Linked DNA regions of Sus scrofa: region 1 is linked to region 2. The links are chromatin contacts, called in public Hi-C maps. All regions are on one chromosome and are shown on one strand. Each heading gives the region's core, a stretch centred on a gene start, on an enhancer-like site or on the middle of the called end of the contact. The rest is flanking DNA. Distances are from core to core; before and after follow the strand shown. Region 1 overlaps RAD51B (DNA repair protein RAD51 homolog 2). Region 2 overlaps RAD51B (DNA repair protein RAD51 homolog 2).

The links. A called contact is a pair of places that touch in the nucleus more often than the background predicts.
Region 1: a contact with region 2 is called in a Hi-C map of fetal liver, with 1.9 times the contacts expected there. The contact joins two enhancer-like sites. A contact is called at or near these places in 3 of 47 Hi-C or Micro-C datasets (embryonic fibroblasts, fetal heart ventricle and fetal liver).

The regions. Positions count from the first base shown.
Region 1 is chr7:91,779,039-91,784,687 of Sscrofa11.1, reverse strand. All of the region lies in intron 8 of RAD51B (DNA repair protein RAD51 homolog 2), which reads right to left. Among named protein-coding and RNA genes, the nearest start is that of RAD51B, 190 kb to the right of the region's middle. Within about 2 kb of position 3,542, at least 2 of the 83 cell types and tissues checked have an H3K27ac peak or open chromatin away from gene starts, as enhancers often do. A contact at or near this core is called in fetal liver, where this site is marked.
Region 2 is chr7:91,696,244-91,701,674 of Sscrofa11.1, reverse strand. The region is part of intron 8 of RAD51B (DNA repair protein RAD51 homolog 2); the gene reads right to left. Among named protein-coding and RNA genes, the nearest start is that of RAD51B, 110 kb to the right of the region's middle. Within about 2 kb of position 1,609, at least 6 of the 83 cell types and tissues checked have an H3K27ac peak or open chromatin away from gene starts, as enhancers often do. A contact at or near this core is called in fetal liver, where this site is marked.

The sequences.
Region 1 (5,649 bases), core at 2,293-4,792, 81 kb before region 2:
TGAGCTGTCGCTCTACTCTCTTGGTCTATGGAAGAAGATCAAGCTTAGAGGCTAAATTATACATGGTTAACCTGTAAAAATAGTGGGTCATATGACTCAGGAAAAAAAAAAAAAGCAAAAGGCAGCCCAGTTTGGTGTTCTTAGGACAGAGAGGCAGGAAAGTGAGACAGATAAACGCAAGTCAGCATGAAAGAGAAAGAGTAAAGAAATCTGGAAATGACTAGAGGTGATGAAACAGGAGTGAGGGGTAAAGACAGAAAAGACTGAGGGGGAGTGATTTTAATTAGTGGTAATGAGGCCAACTGCAAGGTTCTGTCCTCTCACTCGAAGGCAATTACTTCTCTTTCTCACCGGTCAAAAGAAATAAAATATTGAAATTCCATCTCAGGTACACAGAGCAGTGCTTGGTACACAGCATATGTCGGACACATGAAATGTTAATTATTACTACGATTGTTAATTAATAGCAGAAGCTGAAGAAATACACCTTGATGATGTTACACAAGTTGGACCTAAGAAGAAAATTTAAGAGATTTCTAATATAGAAGTCCCCAGATGTCACAATGTGCTTATCACTTATTTCCTCAAGATATTAACGTTCCAACTGCCACAGAGACTGAAGCAAAGTAAAACACAGAAAAAGCAGATCTTAGGGTTCCCCGGTGGTCCATCAGCTTAAGGATCCAGCATTGTCACTGCTGTGGCTCTGGTTACAGCTATGGCATAGATTTGACTCCTGGTCTGGGAAGCTCCATGTATTGCAGGTGTGGCAAAAAAAAAAAAAAAAAAAAAAAGAAGAAGAAGAAGAAAGAAAGAAAGAGAAAAGAAAAAACAGATCTTTATGAAATGTTCAAAAAAGTTGAAGTCTGTAGCTTGACTGTAATTTGCCTACCAGTTTGTATACCATTTGCATCTCACAATGCCTTAAATCTCAACAAAGTTTTCTTAATATTGAAAGCTATTGAGTTCATCCATTTATAGTTCTCCGAAAAAGAGTTATCAGAAGAGAAAAACATATGTGTCACATATAAATGTCAAAGGTGAAAAAATGTTCAGTCTCTTTAGTAAACAAAGATTCCATTGGGAATTAGATTAGCAAAGTCTATTGCTAGTAGCACGATAATGGGCATCTTTGTGGCAAAGGACTTAGAAACGTGAAAATTCATCTAGCAATTTTACTTCTAGGTTTTTATTTCACAGAAACAACCAGGATTGTACACAAGACTTTATCCATAAGGATGCTCCCCAGAACATATTAACAATAGCAAAAAAAAAAAAAAAAAAAAAAAAAAAAAACTCAAAACTAAGCAAGAGCCTAAATTTGAAATAGTTAGGAGTTCCCATTGTAGTTCAGTGGTAACAATCTGACAAGGATCCATGAGAACACAGGTTCTAGCCCTGACCTCATTCAGTGGGTTAAGGATTCAGCATTGCCATAAGCTCCGGTGTAGATTGCAGAGGCAACTCAGATCTGGCATTGCTGTGGCTGCGGCGTGGGCCAGCAGCTACAGTCCGATTTAATCCCTAGCCTGGGAACATCTATGTGCCACAAGTGTAGCCCTAAAAAAGCAAAAAAAAAAAAAAAAAAGTACTTTTGAAAAGATGTTCATGAAAAGCAACACAGCACTTTTGTCAATGTGTTATAAATAGAAATGCCTAAAAAGAAAGTTACCAAAATGTTCATGGTAGATTTTTTATGGTGGTGAGATTTCAGGCTCTTTTTATGTACAGTTCAAAATTTTCTTGCATAAAAGTATGTTACAAATAGATGATTAACAAGAACTTACTGTATAGTACAGGAAAATCTACTTAATAGTTTGTAATAATAACCTATATGGGAAAAAAAGAATGGATATATTTATACATACGACTGGTTCACTTTGCTGTACACCTGAAACTAATACAACATTGTAAATCACCTATATTCCAATAAAATTTTTAAAAATTTAAATAAAAAAACAATATGTAAGAAAAATAAGCTCATTTCACTAGAGACTAAAACATGATATACAGGAGAGTATGCTGTGTATTGATGAGGCTCTTAAAAGCAAAAAGAGAAATTTAATGGAAGGGAGAAGAGAATATAGTCCAATGATTTTAAACATCAAGGAGGTGTGACAGGAACAAAGCTGGAGAAAAAGAAAAAAAATAAGCTTTAAAAAAAAGAAGAAAAAAAAAGAATAAGCTTTTAAAGGGTAACTGCTTTACCATGATGATGAAGAAAAGGAAAGAGCATTCCTTCAATTTTTACTATGGTTTCATTGATGAAGAAGTTTATTATCTAGTTGGGGAAAAATAACTTCCACAACAACATGATTTCATCTATATGATACTACCTGTAGGGGCAGGATAGAGAAAAGAAACACTCTGGTAAACTGCAATAAGAAACATGGGAGTTCCCATTGTGGCACAGCAGAAACGACTCCAACCGGTATCCATAAGGATGCAGGTTCGAGCCCTGGCCTCGCTCAGTGGGTCGGGGATCCAGTGTGGTGTAGATCACAGATGTGGCTTGGATCCCACGTATCTGTGGCCGTGGCAGTCTGCAGCTGTAGCTCCATTTCGACCCCTCGCCTGGGAACTTCCATATGCCGCAAGTGTAGGCCAAAAAACAAAAAAGTAAAAAATAATAAATAAACAAACACATACATACATACATAAAACACTTAACAGAAGAACTAGAGATTTGGATAAATTTTTTTAAAAGAAGTAAGGATTTTCTAGACCTGTGAAAAATACAATGAAAGAGATTCAGGCTACACTGCAAAGGATGGTTCATGTGGGAATGAGAAATTAAAGTGCCCAGGAGGGTGGCCAGATTAGAGAGACATGAAGGCCAAGCTGAGAATTGAGGCCTGATGCTCAAGGCGTCCTTGAGCAAAGGAATGACAGGAGAGAAGTGTTTTAGAAAAAGGAATCTGGAGGTGGTATGCAAGAGGGTGAGTAGTGAGGGAAGAAGCCAAAGGGCTGGGCAGGAGGCTGCTGGAGGAATGAAGGCCCAGATTACTCTCTTGCCAACCATGACAGATACACAGGAGCAAACCCAACAGATACTCCAAAGGACTGTTGGGAACCAAAGTCTTAACGGCAAGTATAACATCTCCAAGTCTTAACAGCAATTCCAAGGAAACCTTGGGCTCTAGGAGCTACAATCACTTGGGCCAGCAAATCTGGAGTTTCCCGTAATCTAGGTGAAGGAAAGGGCAAGGAGTGACACAAGGAAAGATGGAGAGGCTGGCGTGTTGTGAGAGGATCAGGGGCACCTGATGGGACAAGTATCCTGGAACAAGCATCAGTGCAGCTCTGTGCACTCTGACTGGTCCTGACACCTTAGAGGGAAGGGGAGCCTGGCCCACGATCTACGGAGCAGCTCTATCAGGTCAAAATGTCCAAGTTACTGTTGCCTTGATTCCATTCTAACATATAAGCTCCACGCAGGCTGACCTTACCTTTCTGTTAAATGTATAAAGAATGTTTCCTATGTAGCTATCTCCACACTATAAAATTCAGTTACTCCCTTATTTACTTCACCCAGGCTTTAGAGGAGTGAACACCCAACAAATATGTCCATATCATTTTCAAAGCAGCCTTTCTTCTGATAAGACTTTTTCAGTTTAGAACTTAATCACACACTAAAAACACGGCAGATAAGACATTTAAAAATGTAAAAAAAGTTTCATCCTTTAAAGAGGAACGCTCCCTTTTCCTTCCCTCCAAAAGAAACCTCAAAAAGACAGAGAAAAAGAACATATATGAGAAATGACTAGCATTCTTTCCTCTTGTCTGCATTCTCTCCATACAGTGAAGCCCACTTAAAGAAGCAGACTCATTTACAGACTTTCCCTGAAACACAACCTCAAGGCATAATAAATCTATCCTTTTATATATATATATATATATATATACATATATATACACACACACACACACACACATACACACACATACACACATACACACACACACACATATATATATATGGTTGTTGTTTGTTTTGTTTTGTTTTTTCAGGGCCACACCCGCAGCATATAGAAGTTCCCAGGCTAGGGGTCCAATCGGAGCTACAGCTGCCAGTCTACGCCACAGCCACAGCAATGCAAGATCTGAGCGGCGTCTGCGAACTACACCACAGCTCATGGCAACACCAGGTCCTTAACCCGCTTGGCGAGGCCAGGGATTGAACCCTCATCCTCAGGGTTCCTAGTCAGATTCATTTCTGCTGTGCCACAACGAGATTACCTATCCTCATAATGGTGATGAAAGGACATACTATTTGTAAACTATTAACACAGTGCCTGGCCTGGGACACTGTAATTACTCAGAATGAGAACGACAAAAAATATAGTGGTCAATAAAACCAATAGCAGGCTAAGATGGTGTTTATTCAACAGGGGCAAAGGACCTAAATGACGTTTGCCACGGAAGATATTTGAATGGCCAACGGATACACGAAAAGATGCTCAATATCACTCATCATCAGGAAAATGCAAATTAAAACCACACCACAATGAGGGATCACCTCACACCAGACAAGAGGTAACGAGTGCTGAAGACAAGTAAACTTTACCACTGTTGGTGGGGATGTAAATGTAGCCACCAGGGAAAACACCATAGAGGCTCCTGAAAAATTAAAATAGAGCTGCCAAGCAGTTTCCACTGTGGCTCAACAGTAACAAAACCACTTGCATCCATGAGGAGGATCCGACTAGTGTGATCCCTGGCCCACTCAGTGGGCTAAGGATCTGACGTTGCTATGAGCTGTGGTGTAAGTCCTAGATTTAGCTCAGATCCCGTGTTGTTGTGGTTGTGACGTAGGCCGGTAGCTGCAGAACTGATTCAAACCCTAGCCTGGGAACTTCCATATGCCACCAAGTATAGCCATAAAAAGTTTTTTTAAAAAAAAAAGAGAGAGAGAGAGAGCTGCATGCTGCCATATGATTCAGAAATTATACTTCTAGGTGGAATGAAATCATTATCTCAAAGAGATAACTGTATCACCAAGTTCACTCAGCATTATTTATAATAGCCAAAATATGGAAATAACCTAAGCATCCATCAATGAATGAATGGATAAAGAAAATATGATTGATACACACACACACGTAGGAATAGTATTCAGCCATTTAAAAAAAAAAAAAAAAAAAAAAAAGGAAGTCCTACCATTTACAGCAACATGGAAACATGGATGGACCTTAAGGGCATTATACTAGGTGAACTGAGTCAGCAAAAGACAAATTCTGTAAGATATCATTCATATGTAGAATCTAAACAAACAAACAAAAAATATATAGAAACAGAACCGACTAGTGGCTGCCAGGGCTGGGCAAGTGGAAGGAGTGAATATGGTTAAAGGGTACCAGCTTCCAGTTTTAAGATGAATACGATCTGAGCATGTAATGTACAATCTGATGAGTATAGTTAACAATTATGTATTTTATATTTGAAAGTTCCTATGAGAATAGATCTTAAAAGTTCTCACTGCAAAACCAAACCAAAAAACCCACCTATCTGAAGTGATGAATGTATTAACTAACCTTATCATGGTAACATTTTGCAATACATTTATGAAACCATTAAACTGTACACTTTAAACTTACACAATGTTATAGTAATTAAAGTTCAATAAAGATAGAAAAAATAAATTGCATT
Region 2 (5,431 bases), core at 360-2,859:
TTTGTAAAAGTCATCAAATGACTCAGAACATGAAATTTGGAAAGAACTGTATACATCAAGATCAGCTCCCACAATGTTACAAACCTTAACTTTGATAGTAGTTTTCAGCATTGCTCTATCAAACGCAGAAAACTTTTCATTGGCCTAAGAAAAATGATAAAATCTTTAGGTGACCTATTCTGGGTCCTTCCCTCACTTTCAAGAACTTTCTTAAATTATGCAATAACCACCCTAGCACTATTAATTTACACAGAATCTTTACCAAGAACACAAAATAACTGGCAGTGGTTATCTTTATTATTTCACAAAACATTCCTGGGCAAATTAAGAGTCAGAAATAATCTACTACATGTTACACATGGGAAATTTTAAAAGCAAGGAGTGACCTGCAATTACCCAGTGAGGCAGTGATGGGCTGAAACGGATTCCCCCATTCCTGACTCCTAACCTTTTGCTCCTGGTATTTGGTGGTACCTCTAAATCTTTAAACACTCAAAAGTATTACAAGTGCAAACATCTCACAAATACTTTCTCAGAAGCAATCTCCCATTCACTTTCACTTGACTAAGTTCTACATTTCTTAGCTTTATATAGGGAAAAAGAAAAAAGAAAAAAATTAGATACTAATAGTCCAATCTAGTTAAGTCTACAGCTTGGAGGTAATAATAATACTTGACAGTTATTAAGTCCTTTGAGTGGTTTACTTTGAACATTAAATGATCATTCTTCAAAGGTGCTTCATTAGCACCGTAGGCAGCATGTCAGTCTCATAAATATGCTTCAAGGAATAGTGACAAGTAGCACAAGTTTCATCTATCTCAATATTATTAAATTACTTTTAGTCACAGTTAGCTACAACCTAAATAAAGAAAATTTAATTTTATCAGAATATATTCCCTGAAATAAAACTATCTCTAACTTAAAAGAATTCTAGAGCTCTAAAAGGCCTCGAAGATCATCAAACTCTTTCAATGTACAGATTTCAAATTCGCCTCTTGACTTAATTTGGGAATTTAAATTAAGTGCTAAACAGAAGCAATTGTGGAGGGAGGACTTAAGCATATGGAAAAGGAAAAAACAGATGTACACATACCATAAAGAGCCCTGGTTACATTTAATTTCCAGCAACGCCAATAGCTGGGGGCGTGGGGGAGGGGAGAGGGTGTTAATGTCGGTGATATTCTTTGAACTGGGTCCAACAGAGTTTCTAAGACAGCCTAATTTTTAAGGAAAACATTCCTTCCCCCAGCCAGCAATTGCAAACGTCTTCCTTTGTTTAACTGGCATCAGAATCTATACGTGCTTGCTATAATTTTTTTCTTTTACCTTCTAATTGACCATATGAGATTACCAACAGAAAAGGAAAATTCTAACTAGCCCTAAAGATGATACTATGTGGTAGAAGCTGAAAAAATGTAGTAAATCATCTCTATATGCTAAAATGAAAAGACCTCCAAGATAAGTGGAGAATCTAGAAAGCAAGTTTGCCCAATGAGAGGCAATACATATGATATTTTTGAGGGGGGGGAAGCGCACGCACACACAGCACTATATGTCTTTCACAAGCCTACTTATCTACCCATATGTCTATCTCTAAGGCAATGCACAAAAAAAGCTCTGCTGTGAAGGATAGATATCAAACTGAAAACAGTCAACAATTTCTGGGGTTGGAGGGGAGGCAACTGGGATTGGGGATGATGGCAGTCAAGAAAGAGTATTCTGTGTGCATGGGGCAAGGAACAGTATGATCAAAAGTACAAGGAGATGGCAAGCCAGGAAACTAATGAGGAAGCTGGTGGGACAAGTGTAAATGTCTCTGTGTATTTGGAAATGGGGGTGAGAGGATGTGGCAAAAAATGAGGTGAGAATAAGTAGATTGGGGCCAGATTACGAAACATTTTGTGACAAGCTAAGAAGTTTTTAGAATTTATCCCTTAAATGTAATGGGAGCCCATCAAAAGTTTTCAAGCCAGAGAATGATGTGATTAGTTCTGTCTTTAAAGAAAGAGATTTGACAGCAGTATGGAGGATGGACCGGAAAATAGCCTGAAAGTAGATAAGCAGCTCTCCTAAGAATTGAAATGAAAGATGAAAAGGGCCTAAACAGGGCAATGAGAATGGAGAAAAGGAAACAAACATATTCAAAAGCAATTTTGGAGATAGGAGAGACAGGACTTGTTGACAGATTGGTTGGGGAACCTAAAAGAACATAAGGACTCAAGATGGATGTGAGGTTTCTGGCTGAGCGGATGGGGAGCCATTAAAGAAGACAGAGAATACTGGAAGGGAGGGGGTGTTTAGAGAGTGTGGAAAAATGAGATTGGGATTTGTTGAATTACATGCTGGCCTATCAACTAACTCTTAGTACGCTGCAAAAGGATAAGGATCTTGTTTGCTAATTGTCTCCACTGCACCTAGTGCAATGCCATGTGCATTTAATTCCAGTTTGTGAGGATGGGGCTAATGCTAAGCTCTCCCAGGATAATTGAGACTTGACAATATTTAAGATATCTCTTCAAAAGGCCTGTGTGGAAAGGAAATATGAGACAAGGTGGTTTGTTTTACTTTCCTGTCAAATTTCTGCTTTAGTGGCTTCCAAAATAAATTTCCAATAATAATAGGGCTTTTAACAAGAGGGTCTATTATGAAGAGCAGCCTGCGGCGACCCGAATACCTCTCGGGACTTCACATTCTACACATTCCAGTAATCAAGTCACATCACCTTTAATTCTCTTTCTTGTTCAGGAACCTGTACTACCACTTAAGATTCTAAAACCTGCCACACCCAACAGTCAAACATAATCAGAGCCATTTAAACAATTTGGGAAAAAAAAAAAAAACAAAAAAAAAACACGCTGTTTTATTTGGAAAACCTGAAGGGGGGAGATACTAAAAAAAAAAAAAAAAACAAACAAAAAAAAAAAAAACCACCATTTGTTCTGGTTAATATTGTGCAATGTTTTCTGGGGTTTGTGAAATCATAACTAAATAAATCAACTCCGGCAACACAAAGAAACAATATTCCCTTCCTCCTTGGACGCCTGAAGGAAAAAACGGCATCTTCTCCACAATGTGCACACACTCTGGAGCTGTTTTGTTTTTAATCCTTTGCCAAGTCAAGTTTTAGTTTTATTTTAATCTCACTAACCACAGTAAATTCCAAATCCTTGACAAGTAAATGCTTTCTTCCTCACCAAAATCCCACTCACTTTCCTTTCTAACTCCTGGAACGTAAGAGTTCAATAAAAGCCTGCACCGCTGATCTTTTTTCATGAGGAAGAAAACAAAAACACTATAAATTAAGTGTATTTCCTGACATTTACAAGATAGTCTACATGTGAAGTAAGTTAAGATAAAATTGCATCTTTCCTGCCCATCATTTAAAAATATATATTCACATGTGCTATAAGAGGAAAGATTAGCATAGGAAGTCAGAAGATCTGGGTTCAAGTCTCATTCATTTCAGTGGGCTGTGTAATGTTACTTAAGCAACTTAAATTTGGTTTCCTTAGATCTAAAAGTTAGGGAAATAGATGAGATAGTTTTTTAGAGGCCCTTCCCTTTCACTTTAAATTTCTTAAGATATGGCTATTACTTGACTTTTCTTTTTTGAACACATGGAGAACAGTCAGTCACTCAAAAAAAAAAAAAAAAATTCCTAAGGAAAAAAAACTAATTTTTCTGGTAAAATGAAATAAACCTTAGATATTACCTAATCTGTACAGCTTTGAAACTGTATTCCAAGAGTTATAAATTGTTTTATTTATTGGAAAGGTTCTACAGTTTAAAGAGAAAGATGGGAAACACTAATCTAATCCAACTCAGTAATTAGAAGATGAAGAAACTGAGATCAGGATTGGAAGGAGAAATATGTCACAGCCATAAAATACTGGGAGCTGTTAAACATCACAGCAAGAGGAAAATGGTCATGATAAATTTTAAAAGAAATGAGGATTTTAAACCGTGTATTTGAAAAACTGTATAGGTGTAAATCCATTTTTCAGGGTAGTAAGTTCATTGCATCATTTGCACTAAAAGAGTCTAACAATATTCAAATAATACAAAATATGTAACAAAAAAAGTCACAAATGATCCAAAATCTCACCATTGAGAAATATTCAGTATTAACATTCAGTGACTGTCACTTCAGACAACTACTCATAATACGGATGGATAAATGAACAAAATAAATGTATTATTTCTGGGATAGGAGTGTATTCACTTTAAAAATAAAAATATATCAATTTTCATTTTATTTGAAAATAACAGAAGCTGAAATGAAACTGAAGAAATTTTAAACCTTAAATAACTGTTTCTTCACTCAGAAAGAATAACTATAAAAAACCCAAGTTTAACAAAAATGATAAAATCATAGAGGAGATTAATATTACTTTAAAACTATTTTAAATTTTAGACTACACTGAATTGTTGCTATGAAAGATAAGGTGATTAAAAATTTCCATTTCCCTTCCACCTACCTCCCAATTTTATTTCACCATGATGTATAATGTTCACACTGTACTGTTACCATAGTTTCTATAGTTTCTAAATCTTATTTATACATAAATGTATTTATATTCAAAACCATTTTTTATTTTGATTCATCTCTTCATTGGCTAAATTTTAACAAGTAGGTTTTTCCAGGAAGATCTCAGAGATGCTGTAATCTCTGGGTTCTCTCACATTTGAAGATTATAATATGCCTAATGCCTTTATTCCTCAACAGCTTGCCTAGACAGAGTGTTCTTAGTCATACTTTCTTGCATCTGAACTTTTCTGACACTGTTTCTCTAGTATTGCACTTTGCTGTGGAGAAGTCTGAAACCAGTCTAGTTTTCTCCCTTGCAGATGACTTTTGCTTTTTGAATGAATGACTGAAGTTTTTCTTCAGAAACAGCCAGGATATGAGTTGATACTGATTCTTCTTCACCAATTTCAGTATTCAATGCGTCTTTTTATCTGCAAGTTTTTTCATTTTAGAGAAGTTTTGCTATATCAATTCTCTAAATACTTTTTTAGTTCCATTTCTTGGGTCCCTCTTCCTCACAGATACCAGGAATCTTTCTTTGTGTCATATCTTTCATTGTTCACCACACTGATTTAATCAGTTACCCGTTTTTTACTGTGATTATTCCAAACTTTTGCTCCAAGCCATTAAAATTTCAGCCATCTGTATTTTACTTCTTACTGGTTCTACATCACTTATTAGTATTTTACTGGTGTTCTGGTTCTTAATTTATTTCCATAGCCCTAGAGTCACATTTTTCATCAATGTGAGCACATTTTAAAGTTTATTTTTTACTTGTACCTGAATACTGTGTTTGGTTCTATGTATGTTTGCATACGTATGTATTATGAAAAAACCCAAAAGGCCAAAATTTTTATAGCTTTCTGTTGTAGTCAGTGACTTTTTTTCCATTTTGCCCATCTA